3 separate regions of the Mus musculus genome follow, and all the other regions are linked to region 1. Evidence: chromatin contacts called from public HiChIP or PLAC-seq data. All regions are on one chromosome and are shown on one strand. The core of a region is the stretch at or near the end of the contact, and the rest is flanking DNA. Distances in the headings are between cores, read along the strand shown. Region 1 holds the start of Epc2 (enhancer of polycomb homolog 2). Region 2 holds the start of Lypd6b (LY6/PLAUR domain containing 6B). Region 3 overlaps Kif5c (kinesin family member 5C).

Evidence for each region. HiChIP or PLAC-seq counts read pairs in DNA pulled down with a chosen protein or histone mark.
Region 2: a contact with region 1 is called in an H3K4me3 HiChIP or PLAC-seq map of bone marrow-derived macrophages, with 4 times the contacts expected there. The contact joins the promoter of Lypd6b here to the promoter of Epc2 in region 1. A contact is called at or near these places in 4 of 115 datasets of contacts at active chromatin or transcription factors (the 230-238 cell line, bone marrow-derived macrophages, embryonic stem cells and 1 more).
Region 3: an H3K4me3 HiChIP or PLAC-seq map of bone marrow-derived macrophages shows a contact between it and region 1, with 7 times the contacts expected there. The contact joins the enhancer-like site here to the promoter of Epc2 in region 1. A contact is called at or near these places in 6 of 39 promoter capture datasets (the 3T3-L1 cell line, the C10 cell line, embryonic stem cells and 1 more), 7 of 484 Hi-C or Micro-C datasets (double positive thymocytes, embryonic fibroblasts, muscle stem cells and 2 more), 22 of 115 datasets of contacts at active chromatin or transcription factors (the 230-238 cell line, PVALB interneurons, SST interneurons and 18 more) and 3 of 9 other capture datasets (adipose tissue, liver and pancreatic islet).

What each region holds. Positions count from the first base shown.
Region 1 is chr2:49,449,983-49,453,268 of GRCm38.p6, forward strand. Epc2 (enhancer of polycomb homolog 2) reads left to right here and starts at 1,504. Exons shown (of 14, transcript NM_172663.4): 1 at 1,504-1,976. The coding sequence starts at 1,824.
Region 2 is chr2:49,785,856-49,789,141 of GRCm38.p6, forward strand. Lypd6b (LY6/PLAUR domain containing 6B) reads left to right here and starts at 1,828. Exons shown (of 7, transcript NM_001379382.1): 1 at 1,828-1,918.
Region 3 is chr2:49,748,598-49,751,883 of GRCm38.p6, forward strand. It overlaps Kif5c (kinesin family member 5C), which reads left to right. Exons shown (of 26, transcript NM_008449.3): 22 at 702-773. Among named protein-coding and RNA genes, the nearest start is that of Gm46738, 3.1 kb to the left of the region's middle. Within about 2 kb of position 1,809, at least 26 of the 459 cell types and tissues checked have an H3K27ac peak or open chromatin away from gene starts, as enhancers often do. A contact at or near this core is called in PVALB interneurons, SST interneurons, adipose tissue and 2 more, where this site is marked.

The DNA of each region.
Region 1 (3,286 bases), core at 254-2,753:
ATGTGAAAGGTGTTGCTTACAAGAATTGAGCCACAGTCTGTTTGCATTGTTACCAGTAACAAGTGGACATAAAACAAAGCCACTGAATAACATCCCAAAGTGTCCCCGGACAGACTGGTTAGATTATTTTGTGTTACCAGGAAGTCAATATTCACCATTCAGCTTTCAAAGGAAAAGCTGGAGACAAGGGGGAGGGGGGGAGAGGGAGGGAAAAAAAAGCAGGGAGAGAAGAAAATAGAGAAAAATAATGGGTGGCAATGAAGAGAGATAGATGGTTTTGCTATATTAAGACATGACAAAGAAACCCGTTTTTATTGTTGGACTTTAGCAAACCATCTACCCTTTTATGAGCTAGGTAGGGTATTTTTCAATGATTAGAAAATGGTAAAACTGTTGCACAGTGAGGCAATTTGCTTAGAAACATGTACTGCTTAAAGACTAAGAAACTGCAACAAAGGTTTGTATCAATAGTGACTAGTATTTAATTGAGTCAATTTGATTCCTTTTTGCAGAGCTTTTGCAAACCACTTCTGGCCAAAACTATGTCTAATTTCTTTGACCTGTCACAGCAACTGACTATAGATGTCATGTGGTAATTAACTTTCCATCACTCTTTTGTGTGGTCTGTATCATTTTCTTCAAGAATTTACTTTTTTTTTTTTTTTTTTTTTGGCCCATCATCTTTGCAGCTGCCCTTTCAAGTAGTTACGACTCTTGTTACTAATTATCCAGCAGTTTAGTTGTAACACAGTAACACGCAAACTAATTGGAGTCCGGAACTTTATTAAACTCTTTTTGAGTCGTCACTGTAACCAGTGTTTTCACATACTTTGGTTAGAGATTTCAAGAAATGCCAACCATCAAACTAAGAAAGTTTGGATGACAGGTGCAAGTCCGCTTGTTGCCGCGTCCAGCAACTATTTCAAGTAGCAGTCTCCAACTACTGACCCTCCTGTCTACCCGAGCATCCTCTCGGCGGTGCCTAACTCTGGAGAGCTCCTCTGGACAGGGACTGCCCAAGTTCTCAGGGCGCGAGACGCAGCAGGGCTGTGCCTCTCGGCGTGGGCAGACGCAGCGGACTTGTCGGACCTCCCCGGGGATGCGCAAACCCGAGGCGCGAAACCAGCCAGCAGGCGCCGGGGCGAGCAGAGCTGTCCAAGTGCAGACTCGAGGGGCGGCCGGTGGCCCGGGGGCGGAGGCCTCCTGTCCCCCCGAGGCGAGCGGTCCTAGGCACTGAGCCTTCCCGAGGGAGCCCCGCGCGGAGCGAGTCGGCGGCGGAGGCACCGAGGCGCCCGCTCCGGAGCCGGGGACCGAGCGCACCTGGCACCTGCCGCCCCGCCTGCGTGCCGAGCGTCCCGCCGAGGAGGGCCACCGGGACTCGGCTCGCTCTCGCCGGCTGGGCTGGCCGCGCCTCGCCGCGGAGAGAGTGGGTGGGCAGGCAGGGGAGGGAAAGGAAGGAGGGAGGGAGGGAGGGAGGGAGAGGGCGACGCGCGTCCCCGAGGCGGGGGCGCGCTCTCGCGCGGGCTGCCGGGATCGCTCGCCGCCGCTGTGGTAATGTCCGCCATGTTGGCCATGGCGCAGGGAGCGGATCGGGCGGGCGAGCGGCGGATCTAGAGTGTGGAAGCGGCCGCGGGCGGCGGGGGGCTGTTCTGGGGCGGGGTGGGCGCCCATGCTGGGGCCGGGGGCACTGCGGAGGAGGAGGAGGAGCGGGCCGGCCGCGCTGCACTGAGGAAGGAGGTGGAGGAGGCGGCGGGAGTGCTCCCCCCCCCTCCCCGCCCGCCCCGCCGCCGCCGCCCGGGCTGTTCCTGTAAGGCGGGGAGACAATGAGTAAACTCTCCTTCCGAGCGCGGGCGCTGGACGCCGCCAAACCGCTGCCCATCTACCGCGGCAAGGACATGCCTGATCTCAACGACTGCGTCTCCATCAACCGGGCCGTGCCCCAGATGCCCACCGGGATGGAGAAGGAGGAGGAATCGGTAGGGACTCGAGTGTTTATTACCCCCCCCTTCCCTCCTCCCCCCTCCCCTTTGTCAGCCGGGCCTCGCCATTCACAGAGCGCTTCTACGCTCGCTGGAGGGCGCCGCTGCCGCTGCGCGCTCCGGACCCTACGCCGGCGGAGTAGCGTAAACCCGTCGGCCGGCGCAGCGCCCGCCCGCGGCCGCCATGTTGTTGCGTCCCAGTGTTGTGATTAGCTCTCGGCGCCGCTTACGCTGCCGTAAGGGGGCCCTGCCGTAAGCAGCGGCCGGGAATGGCGCAGGGATGCGCCGGCCCGCACTTGGCGTACAGCCTCTGTTTACCTCGTAGACATCTCGCCGGGAGCGGGGTTAATGGGTCGAGAAAGGGTCCTTGGGCTAAGGCGCTATTTTCGTTGCGTTTTAAAATTTGTGCGTGCACGAAATTGCCTTTGAAACAAACGATCTCGGGAAAGTAGAGCTCTTTCAAAACATGCATCTTCCTGCTAGTGGGGTGATGGGTGATGGTTTGCGCTGCCCGCTAGAGGTGCCGCGGGAGTAGGCGATGCATCCCTGCGGCCGGGCAGCGACCCCCGGTCCGGACTCTGCGTTAGCGAGTCCTCTGATCTGCACGCCGGCTTCGCCTGCCGGGCTGGCCCCTCCTCGGTTGTGCGGAATTAGGACGGAGCCCGAATGCTTGAAACTGGCCTCCAGGCCCGCGCTTCCCGTGCAGCGAGCGTCCGGGGAAGTTGCATGCGGGATGGCTGTTTACAACTTGAGGGCTCAGAGCGTCCGCATTGACAGTTGCGTTTTTGACCAGATGTTAAAATTTGGACAAAATGCTGTTTCCTTCTTCCCGGGGGTTAAGTTATACCCAAGACTGAATTTCCTCCGATTTGACAGTGTTTACGACTCTGGAGTGTTGTTACTTGTGTGCGGAGTTCATAGTAACTGCACCCTGAAGAATTTCTTCAATGAACCTTCAGTCCCGCCTTATTGTCAACCACGGGTGTGTGTGGATTGGCTCCCTAGCTTCTGTTACTGTCAAAAGAAAGCTGGAGGTTTCTGTGATTGGCTTTCTCTTTTGACTATTAATATTGCAGGAAATGCCTTTAAGCATTTGATTGGCTGCTCGAATTCTGACCTCACTGTGTTGGTGCTTTGACTTAATCACATTTCTTTTTGGTGTTTGATTACCTGATTTAACATTTTCAGTAGAATATTAAATAAGACCTCTTTTTAAACCTTCAGGAAATTAAAACTCAGCTTTTATGCCTAAGATTCAGATAGTACCGAATCGTGTTTGAGAAGTTTGCTTATGAGGTTATTGACTT
Region 2 (3,286 bases), core at 578-3,077, 340 kb after region 1:
AAATCACACGCTTCACTGACTGAAACCAAAACATCAGGAGGGCTTGGCCTGCTTCTCCCGGGTGGGACCTGGAGCGGCTCCTTTGTTCAGCCCCACCTGCACTGGTGACCCATTAGGCAGGCCCTGCCACAACTCCAACCTGGGACAGCAGCCTCCATACCTGCCATGGGGGAGTCGCGGCTGTGGTTAGGCACACCCAGGTGTGGCATCCTCTGTAACTCTTTTCCAGGATGGACTGTCTAGTGTGATCAGTCCTGCCAAGGAGCACCAGATCTGAAACACTTCCTTATGTCTGATCCACTGATGAAAGAGGGGCCCAGGCCTTGACTGTGTTGGGCCTGTGGTCAGGGGGAGGGATGGAGGAGTTCACTTGTCCCTGATATCACCTTGGCAGAGAGCCTTCAGCCTTTGCCTTGCAGGTTTAGTAGGCAGTCATGGCAGGGCCCTGAAGGTGTTATTGGAATGACGGGCTCTGTAGGTCTTGGAAGATGAGCATTGTTTTCTGTAGCAGATTTGGGTTGGTTTTCTCTGTGAGTCCATAAATGGAACCAGTGGGGAACTAGCTACACCACAATACCCCTTGCATATGTGCTAAGATCATCTGTCTGTTAAGTGGAAAACTTTTTAAATTCTCCTCTTTTAGAGTCTGTGGCTTGGGTGTCCCTTGACCTGCAAAGCCCATGATTAGAAGTCTCTAGAGTAGTCACCCTGTGCCTAGTCTCTATGGGAGATCTGCATCCCGCTAAGCACCTCAAGCCTCCAGGCCACCATGCTCTCTTTGGAGACAGGCCTGGGCCTCAGAGTCAACTTTGCCGCACCCTGGGTCAGTTGTCCTAACTCTGGGTTGGTTCCCACTGGTGCAAGCCTGACAGACAAGCCATCCTATTCTGTGAATTTCTCTCTGAGTGACCTCTTTCTAAGTTAGAGATCTGCCTGACCATTTACACGGGGCGTTCTGAGAGTGTGGGTCTACAATCCAGCTGTCTCCTTGGAAGTGTTTGGAAGAAAAGTGATAAAAAGAGTGACTTGAGCCGCGGTGGTGGCGCACGCCTTTAATTCCAGCACTTGGGAAGTAGAGTCTGATGGATTTCTGAGTTCGAGGCCAGCCTGGTCTACAAAGTGAGTTCCAGGACAGCCAGGGCTACACAGAGAAACCCTGTCTGGGGTGGGGTGGGGGGTGGGGGGTGGGGAGAGTGACTTGAAATCTAGGAAGCTTGCTTTCAAGTGACAACACAGAGTAACACTAGAGCCAGTTTGACCTGGGGACCATACTTTGGCATTCTTTTGCTATTCACAGAGCCCTGAGCTGCCCTGCCTTTGTACAAGGCTTTCGGGATTTATCTGCAGTGGAACTAGGTTGGATTTACAATCCAAAGTTGCGGAGGACATAGCAATGGGAAATTATCTTACTAAAATAAGGAAAGTCATCGCTTGAGGGGTAGGTGAAGCAAGGAAGGGGTACGACGGAACGGTCTAAAAGGCCGAGTTCTGTTTCTCAAGTCAGTAGCACTCTTTGCCTCATCGTTTTCACCCCAGAGTGACTCCACCTCACTCTGTGAGGGCTGCGGTGTCCCTCTAGCTGCTCCGCGCGGGGTCCGCGCTCTTTTCCCAGCCGGCCAGGCTAGGTGGGAACAGCTCCTCTTTGCACGGGTGCATTAAACGACCTACTCGCGTTCACTGGGCTTGGTGCCACCGGGCGCAGGACCCAGGCGGCGTCCCCAAGCGGGCACCCGGGCGGCTCCCCGGCGTGCGGCGCTCACCTGTCGGCCCGCCTCTCCGGGACGACCCAGGTGGCTCGGGGCGGGGAGGATCCGCGCCCCGCCCCGCGCGGCCACAGCCATCGCCAGCCCGGAGCGGGTGTCTGGAGCCCAGGCCGGGAGCCGAGCGAGGCGCCGGGAGCCGGCCGGCGTCCGCGCAGGTGAGCCGGGCGAGCTCTGCGGGGCGGCCGCGTGCAGATCCCGCAGAGCAGGGGCTGGGAGGGGCGCGCGGCTGCGGCGAGCACTGCGAAACGCCCCGCGGAGCATGGGGACTCTCCGAACCGCAGGGGAGCGCAGCTGCCCACATCTGGATGGGGGACCGAGCGGGCGCCTCGGGGAGCTGCGTGGTCTCCCGGTGACTCCGGGGCTGGAGGCCACGGCTAAGGCTGGGGCCCCACCGCACCGCCAAGTGCGAGCCAGCTCCCGCCCTTCCCTCTGCGGCGCTTGAGCTCAGCCCGCGGGGGCCGCCAGTCTCCCCTTCCTGGCTTTTGACTTTGTTGTTAAATCACTAACCAGCACATTGGTTAGTTTAGTTACGTAGGCTTCGGTGAAGCGGGGTCGGCTGGGTACTCTAGGGGGGCATACGTAGTAAGTCCGCGCTGGTCTGTGTGCCCGAGGGTGTTGTGGGGTGAAAGGTGCTGCTCTCCTCCCCGTGTCTGGTGCCTGGTCATCAGAGTGATGGAGTGGGAAGAGTGGTCCATTATGGTGTTTAAATTACTAGCTCTGTGACCTTGAGCAAGCTCCTTAACTTCTCTGAGCCTGTTACCTAAAAGATAATATAGGTGTTATAATCATCAGATGCCCTTAAATTATTTGATGCCCATGAGGTACCTAGCACGATGCTTGAGGGTTTTTCCTCCCGGTGTAGTCCCTAGGTGTTAAAGTATTCTCTCCAGAGGTCCCGGGCATCGGAATAGAAGACATCGGGGAGGGAGTGAGGTGTGTGTGTGTGTGTGTGTGTGTGTGTGGGAGTGGTAGTGTCTGTGTGTCTGGGAGGGTCGTGGCAGCCTTCTGACAAGCTGACTATAGTAGCAAGGGGGGGGGGGTGTGGATTTGGCGGGGCTGTTCCCAGCTGCTAAGCTCAAGACTGGTCAGTGCAGTATCCTCCTTCTAGCAGGGGGCAATTAGCCTGCTTCTGCCATTGTGAACTGTTAGAATTCTTTTCTTAGGGTTTAGGGTTTGGTGACTTGAAAGTTGTCTTATGCAACGTAGGAATTGGCTGAGTCCTCCAAAGGAAAAGTCTGAGGGTTGCAGTTTCCAGTGTAGCTAGATCTTATCACTCCTATGAGCTCTCAGGACAAGTTCTCTCCTCAGGGGCACTTTCCCCACTAGGTTGACATATTCTTTTGTATGCAATGGTCATTAGAGCAGGCACCATATCTTCAGGCTTACCACTGAAGGGAATAGAGTAAAGACGAAGAGTGGGAGGGAAAGAGAGAGAGAGAGAGAGAGAGAGAGAGAGAGAGAGAGAGAGAGAGAGAGAGATCTCTTCCGTTATTCTATCCTTCAGCAGACCTTCCTGGAGCACT
Region 3 (3,286 bases), core at 559-3,058, 300 kb after region 1:
CATAGAAAATAATCCAAAATGAAGGAGGAAGTTGCAGTTGCCGGCTCTTGGGATGTGAGCTCATATTAGCCATTGCACTGACCACTTACCGAGGCCAGAAATTGTCCTAAGAGATTCTAGGTCTTCCTGTTTAGTCTCAGTGCCAGTGAGTCAAATTCTCTTTATCTTCATCTCAAAAATGAAAAAAGGCACAGGAAGTTCCAGGACTTGCCCAGCGCCACCAGGTGGAGAGTCTGGGAACTGCTCATCCCTGAGTTGCTGATGTGAGCAAACATACTTGTGGACTGGGGCAGTGGTGGGTGAAGAATCATGGGAAGTCCCAGCCAGTGCAGATCAATCATGGCTACCTTTGGTTTTGCACGCTGGTATGAAGTGTAATATTTATATAGGGAGTAAACCAAACCAAACCAAAAGGAGAGCCTATTCTGGCAGGTAACTTCCTAGGAATGTTTGTCTGGCTCCATTGAGAGCAGAATAGAGGAGCTGGCTGTGTTCTGGCTTACAGCTGGTAGTCAGAGTTCCCCGGTTTCTGCACCGTGCAAGCTGAAGAGTGGGCAAGGCACAGATGGTACCACGGCAGCAACAGTATCAATGGCAGCTGCAGCATCACCGGGGCAGGGGGGAGGGTAACGACATCTCGAGCAAACGCAGCAGCAGTTCAGTCCGTCACCCCACTGACCATGTGCAAAAATCTCTTCCAGTCTAGAGAACTCCAGACCCTTCATAACCTGCGCAAACTCTTCGTCCAGGATTTGACAACCCGGGTGAAAAAGGTGAGTCCTGTCTGCTATTTCTGAACAAGTTGAGGAGAAAAGTTGGAGCCCATGAAGCATCATCTTTGGTTGAAATATCCCTTGCTTACATTAAGGCTGGTTTTGCTTAAAAATTAATTGCCTCATGCCAGAAAAACCTTATTAAAAGAATGTGTTTCTGGCTAAAATCACTTCAGAATATTTTACCATCTGAATTCCCTTCTTAGCAAAAGGAAGTTATAATGCTATCCCTGGCTGGCCTTTATTTAAAATGACATATATTTTTCTGGCCCCACTGTGTGAAAATCACTGCTTTGGGCCAGAAAAGTCCGGCATTCTTTTCAGAAGACAACATGGTTCCCTAGTGTACAGAAGAGAGATGGACAGAGACTCAGGTTTGTCTATGCAGTGTGTGGGGTGCGTTAGTATTGAGAACTCCAGACCCTTCAGAATGAACTTGTTTTCCTAGCCACCACAGTAGGTTCTGGCATCCCTGCATTGCAGCTGTGGATCTAGGCTTGGGTGTGATTGCGGGGCTGAAAAGGCTTGGGCATAAGTCTGCAAGGTCTCCGAATCACGTGATCTCAGAGAGTCTCCAGATTGCTGACTCAATAGCTCAGCTCAGAACTGAGAAGAGTGAATGCAGAAGAGACACGGGCAGCTTAAAGGAAGGAATTAAAGCATGCACAGATGTTCAGTAAAGGCACACACGTCTGGGTGGGAGTACACCCGTGTGTACTCGTACACATGGGTGTGTTTGAAGGAGCAAAGGAAACAAGGTCAGATATAGTTAAAAGGGAATGATTGGCAGAAGCAGGTGTGAGAGGGACAGAACTAACAGCACTGGTGTGTGTCCTGCTTGGTAAAAAGAAAGCACTGATTTTTCCCAGAGTTCAGAGAGAGTCAAGCTGGAAGCATTTGCAAGGAATTTCAGCAGAGTGGAAAGAAGCCATATCTGATGGCTAGTGTCATCAGGGAGGAGGGAGGAGAAGGTGGAGCCCGGGGAGATAAGATTCAGCCAGTTGTGCATAGAATCTACTAGGGATAAGTTCAAGGAGGTGCTGAACAGTGCAGTGCATGCCCAACAGGAAGCAGTGTGCAGTTGGCAAGCACCGCTGACGACAGCACTGTAATAACCAAAATAAATTCAAGACTACCCAGTACCTTCCCCCTTCAAAGGACTTTCCAAACTGTAGTAGCAGGCCAAGCACAGAGCCAGATAAAAAGCTGGCTGACTAAATAAACATAGAAACATAGTTTTAATGGTCAAAATTACTTAGCTTCTAAAACAAGATTAACAATTCCCCTACCCCGCCTCACACTAAAGACAGAAGGACAGACAAAGTAAGAGTCACCCTATACAAACCAACCAATGTCTGAAAAGGTTATTGGCTACACCAATTAAAATAAGCCAAACTACCCTGGTGCCTATATCCGGCCCTTACAAAGGTATAAAAAGTGTTCTTTCTTTGTTCTGGGTCTCTCCTCCGGCCTGCGTGCTGAGAAGGGGTTCCCCAACATGTTGGATAGGTAAAATCCTCATGCGTTGTGCAACAATGGTGGTCTCTGTGGTCTTTGTGTGAGTGAGGGTCTTTTGACAAGCTACAACAGCATGACTCTAGCAAGTTGAAATCTTGCTAATGCAAAAAGCAAAGGCAGAGACTCCTGGGAGATTTTCAAAACCTGCACAAAGACTGGGTGTCAATGGTTAGTGCATTGTATGAGGAGCACACTCTACAAAGCACATATTACCCTGGGGCCTGCACCAGGCAGGAGGATGAGGCCAGGATAGATGTGATGTGCTGGAAGTGCACCTGATGCCAGCTTAGGAGACCAGTGAAGAAGAGCCCTGCGCCTTGTTGGGAGGAGGGTGCTGTCCAGAGGAAGGTCAAGAGGTGGAGTCAGAATCCCCTGACTCTGACTTCATTCTATAGAACTTCCTAAGGATGACTTAGCTTTAGATTTCTGCTCTGTGGGCCTCTGGCAGCTGCATTGGCATCACCTGGAAATTTGCTTAAATACATAATATACCACAGAGCTGAGGACTCAGAGATGGAGGTGGGCTAAGCACTCTGAGTTTTAGTAAGTGCCCCGGGCTCCTGATTCGCAATCAAGTTTGAGAGTTCCTGCTGGGGGCTGAGCTGATGGTAGAAACCATTACTCTGCTGAAGAAGGGTGGTTTCTTCTGCTGTTCCACCAGACAGGCATGTTTTGCTGTTTTTGAATGTCAGGTTGTGTTTCCACATGCATTTCCTAATTTATCTGTGGCACCTTGCTTGTCAAGAGTATGGAGCGGCCGCCAGTTTCATGATCTGATAAATCGGAAGGATTTTCCCAGCACCTGGCTGCTGTGATGGGGCTGAGCCTGACTCATTCAGGAACTGCATAGCTTTGGGTGTTTAAGAGACAAGCAGAAGCCGTTAGGCTCCCCCAGTGGCACAATGGCTCTGGCTGACAGGCTTGGCAATTTCTCATCTGATCTTGATGGCTAAGCTGAACTCGAGCCTTATGCTTATTTTCACACTGGATCTTCT